2 separate regions of the Mus musculus genome follow, and region 2 is linked to region 1. A link is a contact called in public promoter capture Hi-C data. All regions are on one chromosome and are shown on one strand. The core of a region is the stretch at or near the end of the contact, and the rest is flanking DNA. Distances in the headings are between cores, read along the strand shown.

What was found. Promoter capture Hi-C pulls out the DNA fragments that hold promoters and counts their contacts.
Region 2: a contact with region 1 is called in a promoter capture Hi-C map of hematopoietic stem and progenitor cells, with 2.5 times the contacts expected there. A contact is called at or near these places in 17 of 39 promoter capture datasets (the C10 cell line, the HPC-7 cell line, HPC-7-derived erythroid cells and 9 more), 94 of 484 Hi-C or Micro-C datasets (2-cell-like embryonic stem cells, B cells, the Ba/F3 cell line and 45 more), 11 of 130 datasets of targeted methods (CD8 T cells, the SCID.adh cell line, embryonic fibroblasts and 4 more) and 4 of 9 other capture datasets (adipose tissue, embryonic stem cells, liver and 1 more).

The regions. Positions count from the first base shown.
Region 1 is chr19:34,918,992-34,923,713 of GRCm38.p6, forward strand. It overlaps Kif20b (kinesin family member 20B), which reads left to right and starts at 3,367. Exons shown (of 32, transcript NM_001362434.1): 1 at 3,367-3,442.
Region 2 is chr19:34,956,345-34,961,049 of GRCm38.p6, forward strand. It overlaps Kif20b (kinesin family member 20B), which reads left to right. Exons shown (of 32, transcript NM_001362434.1): 24 at 1,073-1,200; 25 at 3,072-3,227. Among named protein-coding and RNA genes, the nearest start is that of Mir1950, 6.7 kb to the right of the region's middle.

The DNA of each region.
Region 1 (4,722 bases), core at 2,117-4,616:
ACAGAGAGGAAGGAGTATTTATTTCAATTAAAAGTTGGTGGGCTGGGGGAATGGCTCAGCAGTAAAGGGCACTTGCTGCTTTTGCAAGGTATGCGGGCTTGGGTCTCAGCACTCATGTCAGGTCTCACTACTGCCTGTAACTCCAGTTCCAGGTGATTAGGGGCCCTCTTTTGGCCTCCATTGGCACCATGCATGCAAGTGGTACACCCAGATACAAGCAGACAAACACTCACATGCATAAAAGGAAAAAAAAAAATCTTAACATTACAAACAGTTCCCAAGTGGCCAGTCTTCCTGTCTCCTACCTGTTATCTCAGCAGTGGGGAGGATGAGGCAGAAAGACTGTTTGTGTCCAGGCTAGTATGCATTGCAAAATGAGATCTTCTCTCAAAAAAACAAAGCAAAACGACATACCACAAAGTACAAATGTTGATGTACTAAGTGAGTGCTGAGGGAAAGGATTCAATGACTATGGAAGAAATTAAGGAGAAGAAGGATTGGGATTCCACAGTGAAAAACCCAGCATCCCATCCTGAACATATTGTGTTAGACGAATCTGTCACACTTCATTAAGTGGGTGTCTTAGTTCTATTAGTGTGAAGAGACACCATGACCAAGACAACTCTTATAAAGGACAACAGTTAATTGGGGGCTGGCTTACACTTTCAAGGGTTCAGTCCATTATCATGGAAGCATGGCAGTGTGCAGGCAGACATGGTGTTGGAGGAGCCAAGAGTTCTACATCTCCATTGAAAAGAAGCCTCATGGGCAGCTAAGAGATCTCAAATCACACTCCCATAGTGACACACTTTTCCCAATAAGGTCACACTTCCTGATAGTGCCACTCCTTGGGCCAAGCATATTCATACTACCACAGCGGGTAATCGAATATTTCCGTGTAGTTAGGTCTCTGATGTGAGATCTGAGAAGAAAGAATTATTCTCTGGTAAAGACGAATAAAGATGTTGATTATAAGAGTTGGTTAACTTGTCATGTAGAAGCTAGACAGGAGAGAGTAGAGGTCTCAGTACTCATTGTTCCTTTACTTTAGAGCTTGAGTAAAAGAGAAAGGAGACTGGCCAATGAAATGCGAACTATAAAGGGCATGCTATACTAAACTATACTGGGCATGCTTAACCCTGTAGCCCGGGAAGAATGTTTCAAGTGTAAAACATTTATAGTTAACCTGGAAATGCCACTGGGAGTTAGAACCAAATAACAGGAGATCTGTTGGATTTTGTTTTCTCCCCGCCCCTCGTGCCTGGTATCATGTGTCCTAGGCTTGGGATGTTCATATTACTTAACTAGTTAATTCCTAACAATCCTTGATGATACAGATCAAACATTTGCTCTGGTTTCCCCATCACATTCTAAGACAGTTTCTTTTAAAGCACCTGATGTAGTTGTAATTCTGTAAATGTTTTCTGACATGGCTGTTGCCCTATTAGAATTTGTCCTTAAGAGTCTTTGTGCTCACTCTTCTCACCTACTGTCTCTACCACCCTCAAAAACAGTGCACTGCAAATTTCCAACGAATGTTTGCAAAACCAACACATACAAGTGCCCCACGGAGGGCTAAGAATTGTTGGTAACTAGCAAAAGCAACATGACACTGTGAGGTGTGGTAGAAAAATCGGATCCAGGGGGTTAGACTTATCTGAAGGAGCAATGAAAATTGACAAAGCCCATTAGAATCTGACGTCCAGCTAGGGAAGTATGCTAGTACACTCCTATAGTTTCAGCATTGGAAAGAGGCCAAGGCAGCCTGGCCTACATAGAAATTTTGTTTAAAAACAAAACATAAATTCCAGCCTGGGAAGGTCTCTATTTTATTCTTTTCTTTCATATTTACATTTCTTTCTTCATTTTTCCTTCTGGCCTTGTATCTACTTATCTATTCAAATCTACTTATCTTATCTACTATCTTATCCAAACTAGTTCTTCTCAAATTTGATTATTTTGTTTGGGGGAGAAGTGTGTGTGTGTATGAAAGAAGTCAGAGGCAGGGTAGTGGTAGGAGATATAAATTCTGTATCAAGATCGAAAAACACTAAGGTTGTCAAGCTAGTGTTCCAAAAATCCTTCTAATTAAGTGCAATAGCTGAAAATATGATCACAGAAAAGCTAAGGTAACAAAACTTCTTCAACTGATTTTAAATCCCGGTTCCATTTACTTTTCTTCCCCCCCCCCCCCCGAGACAGGGTTTCTCTGTGTAGTCCTGACTGTCCTGGAACTCACTCTGTAGACCAGGCTGGCCTCGAACTCAGAAATCCGCCTGCCACTGCCTCCCAAGTGCTGGGATTAAAGGCATGTGCCACTATCCGGCTTTTTTGTTTTTTAAAAGATTTATATGAGTACACTGTTGCTGTCCTCAGACACACCAGAAGAGGGCGTTGGATCACTTTACAGATGGTTGTTAACCACCATGTGGTTTGCTGGGAATTGAACTCAGGACCTCTGGAAGAGGTCAGTGTTCTTAACCACTAAGCCATCTCTCCAACCCTCCATTTACGTTTGTGCCCATTACTTATTTAGAATGTATTAAATGGGACGGTAGCAATACCTACTTTAAAGGGTTCTTAGCACCAGTCAGACAATCCATTTTATAAAGGTAGTGCCAGCGGAAGCATAAGGTAAATGCTCAATTTACGTTAGCATTATTTTTATTCAAAGTGAAAGTCTAGCCTCAATAGTAAATTCTCGTCATATGAATGTATTAGTAAATTAGCCCTGCACTCAGAGGGTTACTTTAGGGAAGCGGAGAAGGACACATGGGCACTTACATTTTGGGGCACTGCACAGTGCCTCTCAGCGGTAGCTGATTTATGCTTTCAGAAACATCAAAAAGGGGGTATAAAAAGATGAAGGATATGCTCCTAAAATGTATTTTGAGGAAAACGTGTTTCATCCAAGAGGGCCGTCATCGACAAGAAGAATCACTTAAAGAGGGGAGTTAACTTGGTCCCAGGTCGCAAGTCCTTTCTGCCCCGGGGAATGACAGGACTCTGAGGTGTAATAGGAGGAATAGTTTGCCATTCCTCCGCTCCTGGGGGCATCGCGGGAGGCAGTGCGGAGACAGCGGCCTCAGCAAGGCTCGTCATCATGCGGGTCTAGGACGGAACCTGAGACCTGAGTACCGAACAGGTATCGTTAGGGTCAAACCTAATATGGCCCCGAGAAACTCCCAGCTAGGTAGCCCACGAGCGTTGCTACTGCCCCATCGGTCGCCCGGAGCACCGAGTCCCGCCCCCCAGACTTGAAAGCCTTTTCCGGAGGCGGGGGCGAAACTCGGCCGCGAGCGGGTCCAGCCCCCAGGGCTCGCCGGAAGCCCCGCCCACTCCCAGGGTTCAGCGCGGCGCCGAGCCGCCATTGTTTGAATTTGAAAACCGGGAGGAAGTGGAATTCTGCAGGTGGGGAGGCGTGCAGGGACCAGCGATTGCAGTAAGTGAGGAGCTGACGATTTTGGGGGCTCCGAGGGTGGCTGCTTGCACAGAGGGCACGAAGCTGCGACGCCTCGGCCGTGTCAGCGTTGTCGGGGCTCGTGATGCCCGTAGTCTAGGTGCGGGGCTGCTGAAGGTGGGGCTGAGCTTCAGGGAGTTAAGCGAGTTAAGCCTTGAGGCGGAAGACTTCGGTCTGTCTAGGCCTCGGTTTCCTGGTCCGGTAAAGGAGGTACACTTTAGATTCACAGACACTAGTTTTATTAGACACAAAAAGATTTGCCACGTCTGGTTGCCTGAATTCGGGAGGTGAGCAGTTGTTTTGTCACGTGACAAGATCTCTTTCTAGGTTGAGTCCAGTGGGGGCTTTTTTTAAAAAAAAATGTCACATTACTTTGTGGCTAGAAAAGAAGCATATTTGGGTTTTATGTGTATATAAAGGAAATTGAAGTGAGTCAGTTTTAGTCCAGTACTACTTCCGTTGGTCTGTATTTTGAGCCTGTCGTGAAGAGTAAACAAATTTAGATGATTGTCTTTCTACTTAAATAGGGAATCCCGGTGCTAGGTGCTTTAGACTGTTAAATCTGTTTCTTTGAAAAATTAGGAGAGAGGCGACCTTTTCTCTCTGGTATTGTGCATCTGGTAGATGCTTGCTTTCTTTCTTTCTTTTTATTTTTCGAGACAGGGTTTCTCTGTGTAGCCCTGGCTGTCCAGGAACTCACTCTGTAGACCAGGCTGGCCTCGAACTCTGAAATCCGCCTGCCTCTGCCTCTCAAATGCTAGGATTAAAGGCGTGAGCCACTACTGCCCGGCGTGATAGATTCTTAGAAAAAAATTTTTTTAAAGATTTATTTATTTATTATATGTGTGTACACTGTAGCTGTCTTCAAATACTCCAGAAGAGGGCATCAGATTTTTGTGACAGATGGTTGTGAGCCACCATGTGGTTGCTGGGATTTGAACTCAGGACCTTTGGAGGAGCAGTCGGTGCTCTCAACCGCTGAGCCATCTCACCAGCCCCCTTAGAAAATTTTAAATGTTAATTTTTTGGGGGGTGGAGGGTTAGGTTTATCCTATAGGGATTTGATGTGCAATTCAGATTTAATAGTTCAGTGATGGCATTATTCCATATTCACATTCAACCTTGTGATGTGTCAGTTAGTGATTTTCATTGTCGTCATCATCATTATTATTGGAGATTCTGGCTGTGGTACCTCAGGTACCCAGAGTTGCATCCTACTGGGCTAGGACCCAATTCTCTTATTTTAAATGTAAAGTTTATAT
Region 2 (4,705 bases), core at 1,982-4,481, 37 kb after region 1:
AGCCAAGTGTCTGTCACTTCAGTTTTAGGAGATCCAATGCCTCTTTTGATCTCAGTGGACCCCAGGCATGTACATGGATCACATGCATACATGCAGATAAACACTCATCCACAGGGGGAGAAACTGTAAAGGAAAAGTGAGCTTTGATTGATAAAGTAAGCTTTTAACAGTGATTTGTTTGTTATTTGTACATACTGATACTGATTACATTTTTATCATTTATTTTTGTATCGTGTAGAAAATTATACTTGCTAATAACTAAGCTAGTTATAGTTTGGTACAAAAGGGAATTAATGTATGTACTTATTTTTTTTTGATACTTTTTACATATAATTTTGTACATTTGCTGAGTTAGCCTCATTATCTACATTTGGGAACCACAGCAGACGGTGACTGCGGCATATTTGTGATTGCATATTAGTGTTCTGTCAGCATGAGAGTACTCTGTAAGCCCTTGAACTGGTGGATGAAGGTTTTCATACTTTCATAGCCATTTTCACAGACTTTAAATTTTTTTTTTTAATTTTTAAAAAAATTTTTTGAGAACCACAAGAATTTGTTATACGTTATTTCAGATTGAAATAAGTTTACACTCTGTACTTGGAAAAATAATCTTTGGATACATGAGAAATCCCTGTAGTTTTTGTTTACTGGGGATTTGGTAACAGCAGCTAGAGAGATGACTCAGAGATTAAGAGCATTTTTGTCCTTAAAGTGGACCCAGGTTTGGGTCCCAACACTCACATGTTAGCTTATAACCATCAGTAACTCCAGGTCCAGGGATCTGATACCTTCTTCTGACTTCCTTGTATACCAGGCTCATGTGTGATGCATGCATAAATACATGCGATGCACATACATACGTACAAACAAAGTAGTCTTAAAGAATTTTGTGAGACTCCGTACAGTTCAGCTGTTGGAATAATTTTAGTCCCATCTTAGTCTATATTTTGGGCTCCGCTGATTTTTTTTCTTGTTTTTGGCCTGTTATATCGCTACATATCATAACATTTGTCTGCACTTTAAATCAGAATTGCTACCTATCATAACATTTGTCTGCACTTTAAATCAGAATTGGATAAATGGAAAGAAAAATTCAAAGATCTGGAAACCAGAAGTAATCAGAGGTTAAACACAGGAACCATGGATGACCTAGACGTGCTTACCAGGAAGTTCAGCAAGCTTCAGGACGAGCTGCAGGTATCATCCTCTCCCTCCCTCCCTCCCTCCCTCCCTCCTTCCCTCCCTCCCTCCCTCCCTCCCTCCCTCCCTCCCTCCCTCCCTCCCTCCCTCCCTTATTCTCCTCCCTCCTCCCTCCTAGCAGCTTGCTGTATCTGTTGGTAAGATTGTATTTCTGGTAAGAGAATTCAGCATTTTGTATTTTATAACTAGTTTTATGGGTAAAATATTACATGGGCATTAGTAATATAGAGAAAAAACTTTGCATTTTGAAAAATATCCTGGGGAAAATTTCCAAGACATAACTTATGATCAGCTAATGAAACCATGTTGGTTGTGTCCTCAACTTTATGTTTTATGTGTGTAATTGATGTGTGAGTGTAGGTCAGAAGACATTTTTCAGGAGTTGTTGACAGGAACTCTTGTTTATGCTGTGAAGCAGCATCTTCCAGGCCAGCGGGTTCAATGGTTCAGGGTAATTCTATCTCTGCCTCCTGTTTTGTTGTAGGAGTGCTGGGACTGCATATGTATGCCACCGTATATATTTTAAAGCCTAAGTTCTAGGATGACTGAGTTGTAAGGCTTTTGAAGCTAGCACTTTTACCTACTAAGCTCACACCCTGACACTGTATATAGAATTTTTAAGTTACTGCTTTTCCTATCTTTGAATATATTTTCTACTCCACTTTTTACTTAGTAAATATAGCTCTGCAGAAGACAGCCACTGGGAGACTTTGATTGTTGTTAACTTTTTCCAAGTTTATCAAATTAGAGTAGTGTTATGTATCTGAACAGTGAAACATGAAAATATGCTATATAAAAGAAAGCTATTTTGTATTTTTGTGTATTCTTGTTCAGGTTTAATATGCTGTATGTAGAATACAGTAATTGGAAGAAACATACTTTTTTGATGGTATTTAATAATTCCTAGAGGCTAGCATGAAACTCAGTACGCATGCATACACACACACACACATATATTGAGGATTGCCTTGAACCTTGATCCTCCTGTCTTTGTCCTCCAAATGCTGAGATTATGAGCGTGTGGCCCCATACTTACTTCTGTATATGAGTTTTTTTGCATTTTGTTTTTTTCCTTTTGAAACAGGGTCTCTCTCTGGAGCTCTGGCATTCCTGGAACTCACAGAGATCCACCTGCCTTTGCCTCCAAAGTGTTGTGATTAAAGCAGTGTGCCCTAAATTACTAAAAATAACAGGAAAATTTACTTTTTCTTTGTAATGATTAATTATATACTTGAGAGTATATCCTTTTCATTGTAAAAATCCAAAAGCAGCTGATAGAAATTATCCATTTATTGTGACAAACAGTAGTACATCAGCCATGTTGAGATTGTTATTCGTTGCTGTATTAGCATTTTTCTGAGGTAATGTAATCTCCTGTGTTACAAAGCTTGTAATTCTGATAGGAGTGCTGTTTTGTTTTAGAGTTTTCTTTGTCTGAAGTTATATTACCATGAGAACAATCTTAGATCTATAGAATTCAGTTTGAAAATCACTTAATCTATATTCTCTAAGCATCTATTCTCAATGTTCCTTTTATAAGTTATATAAGTTATAAGTCATTTTGTGTTTTATTTTTGGAACTATGTGATGGCATTTGGGAATATTGTAGTCACTGTAACTCTTAAAGAAATATCAATTGTTTAATTTGTCTTAAGTTCGTTGGTAAAGGGACTTCATAGGAAACTACTGTTTATAAGCCCAGTTAATGTTTTTTTAAAAATCTGTAGTAAATTCATAATTGTCTTTATTTAACAAAAAAAAACTACTTGTTTTATAGTGTTTTAAAAGGTTAACTGGATGGGTTACATGCAGATATTATTAAAACTTAACTCTTTTGTCATGCGAAAATAACTTTTATCTTTACCAAGGAATCTGAAGAGAAATATAAAGCTGATAGAAAGAAGTGGTTAGAAGAAAAAGCTGTCCTTACCACTCAAGCGAAAGAAGCAGAAAATGTACGAAACAGGGAGATGAGAAAATATGCTGACGACAGGGAGCGCTGTTTAAAGCTGCAGAATGAAGTGGTTGGTGGCAATGACTCATCTCTTCCCCTTGCTTTGTTAAAATTATTTTTGTGAGCTAGCCCTCCCACATTTGCTCGTGACGTTCGTTCTTGTGTTTTCCTGCCTCTTCTCGCTTCGTTTAGCCACTTGGAAAATGCCTGATTGTGTTTCTCTGATTGTTAAAGATTCGGAACAGTTCCCATGTTTACTGGCTGCCTGTGCTTTCATCTTTAGTAAACTGTTCTCATGAGCCCAAATGGGGTTTGTTTGATTTTTAATTTTGTTTGAGTTCTTTATGTTTAGATAGTAATCATCTTGTGAGATGTGTAGCTAGCCAGGATTCTGTATGTTCTCATGTCGCTTGATTATTTCCTTTAGTGTATGCAGGCTCTTTACCTTTTTATAATACTGTTTATCAGTTCTTGAGATTATTTCATGCACTAATGGAGAAAGACTTTGCCTATGGTTATATTTTATAGTGTTTCAAAGCTTCAGGCCTTTTGATTCACTTTGAGTTTACTTTTGTGTAGCTTGAGAGAAAGTCTTAGCATTTTTATTCTGCACTTTGTTATACAGATTCCCTGGTGCTGAAGTGGCCGAGTTTGCCCATTTATTGTGTTTTAGTATCTTTGTCAAAAATACGGTGTTGGTAACTATGTGAGTTTAAGTCTGTGTCATCTTTGTCCTCTTTTTTTACTCCCTGTGGAAACACATGTGTGTTGCTATGCTGTTTGTACTTAAGCGGTACTAAGATGGTACTGTTTTAGGCATGGCTTTGTAGTATGACCTGAGATTTCTCCAGTTTGTTCCTTTTGCTGAGGATTGCTTTGGTCATCTGTCATCTTTTGTAAAGTTCTATGTGAATTTTAGGATTGACACCCCCACCCCCCGGTTTGTGAAGAGTGTCATTGGAATTTGAAGGAAGTTGTATTAAAACTGTAGATTATGTTTGGTGATGTGGCATCTTACAATATTAGTTCTGCTGACACTTAAATATGGAAGTCTTTTTGTGTTCTAGTGTCTTCAGTTTCTTTGTGTTTGAGCATTTTCATTGTAGAGGGCTTCATTGGTTAGGTTTAATTTTAGTTTTTATTTTTCTTTAAAGTCCTTGCAAATGGGATTGTTTTTCTGGTTTTCCTTTTCACTCTGTTTATCCTTGAGCTACTGACTTTGCTCATTTGTATACTGCTACTTGAACTTTGTTCAGGACGTAGGTCAGTCCTAAGACTTTTCTCTGTGGTCTTATGTACAGAATCGTATTGTTTGCTAGTAGGAATAGTTTGACTTCTTCCTTTTGTATTTTCATATTTCTATTTTCATATCTATTTCTCTTGGTTTATTGCACTGAGACATCTAGTCTTATTGAATAAGTGGAAAAAATGGGCACCATTGTTTTTATAATATTTTGCTCTGCATCCATGTTCACTATGGAGATTGTTCAATAATTTTTTTTCCATGTCCTTGTTTGGTTTTGGTATAAGTGTAATACTGGCTTTGTA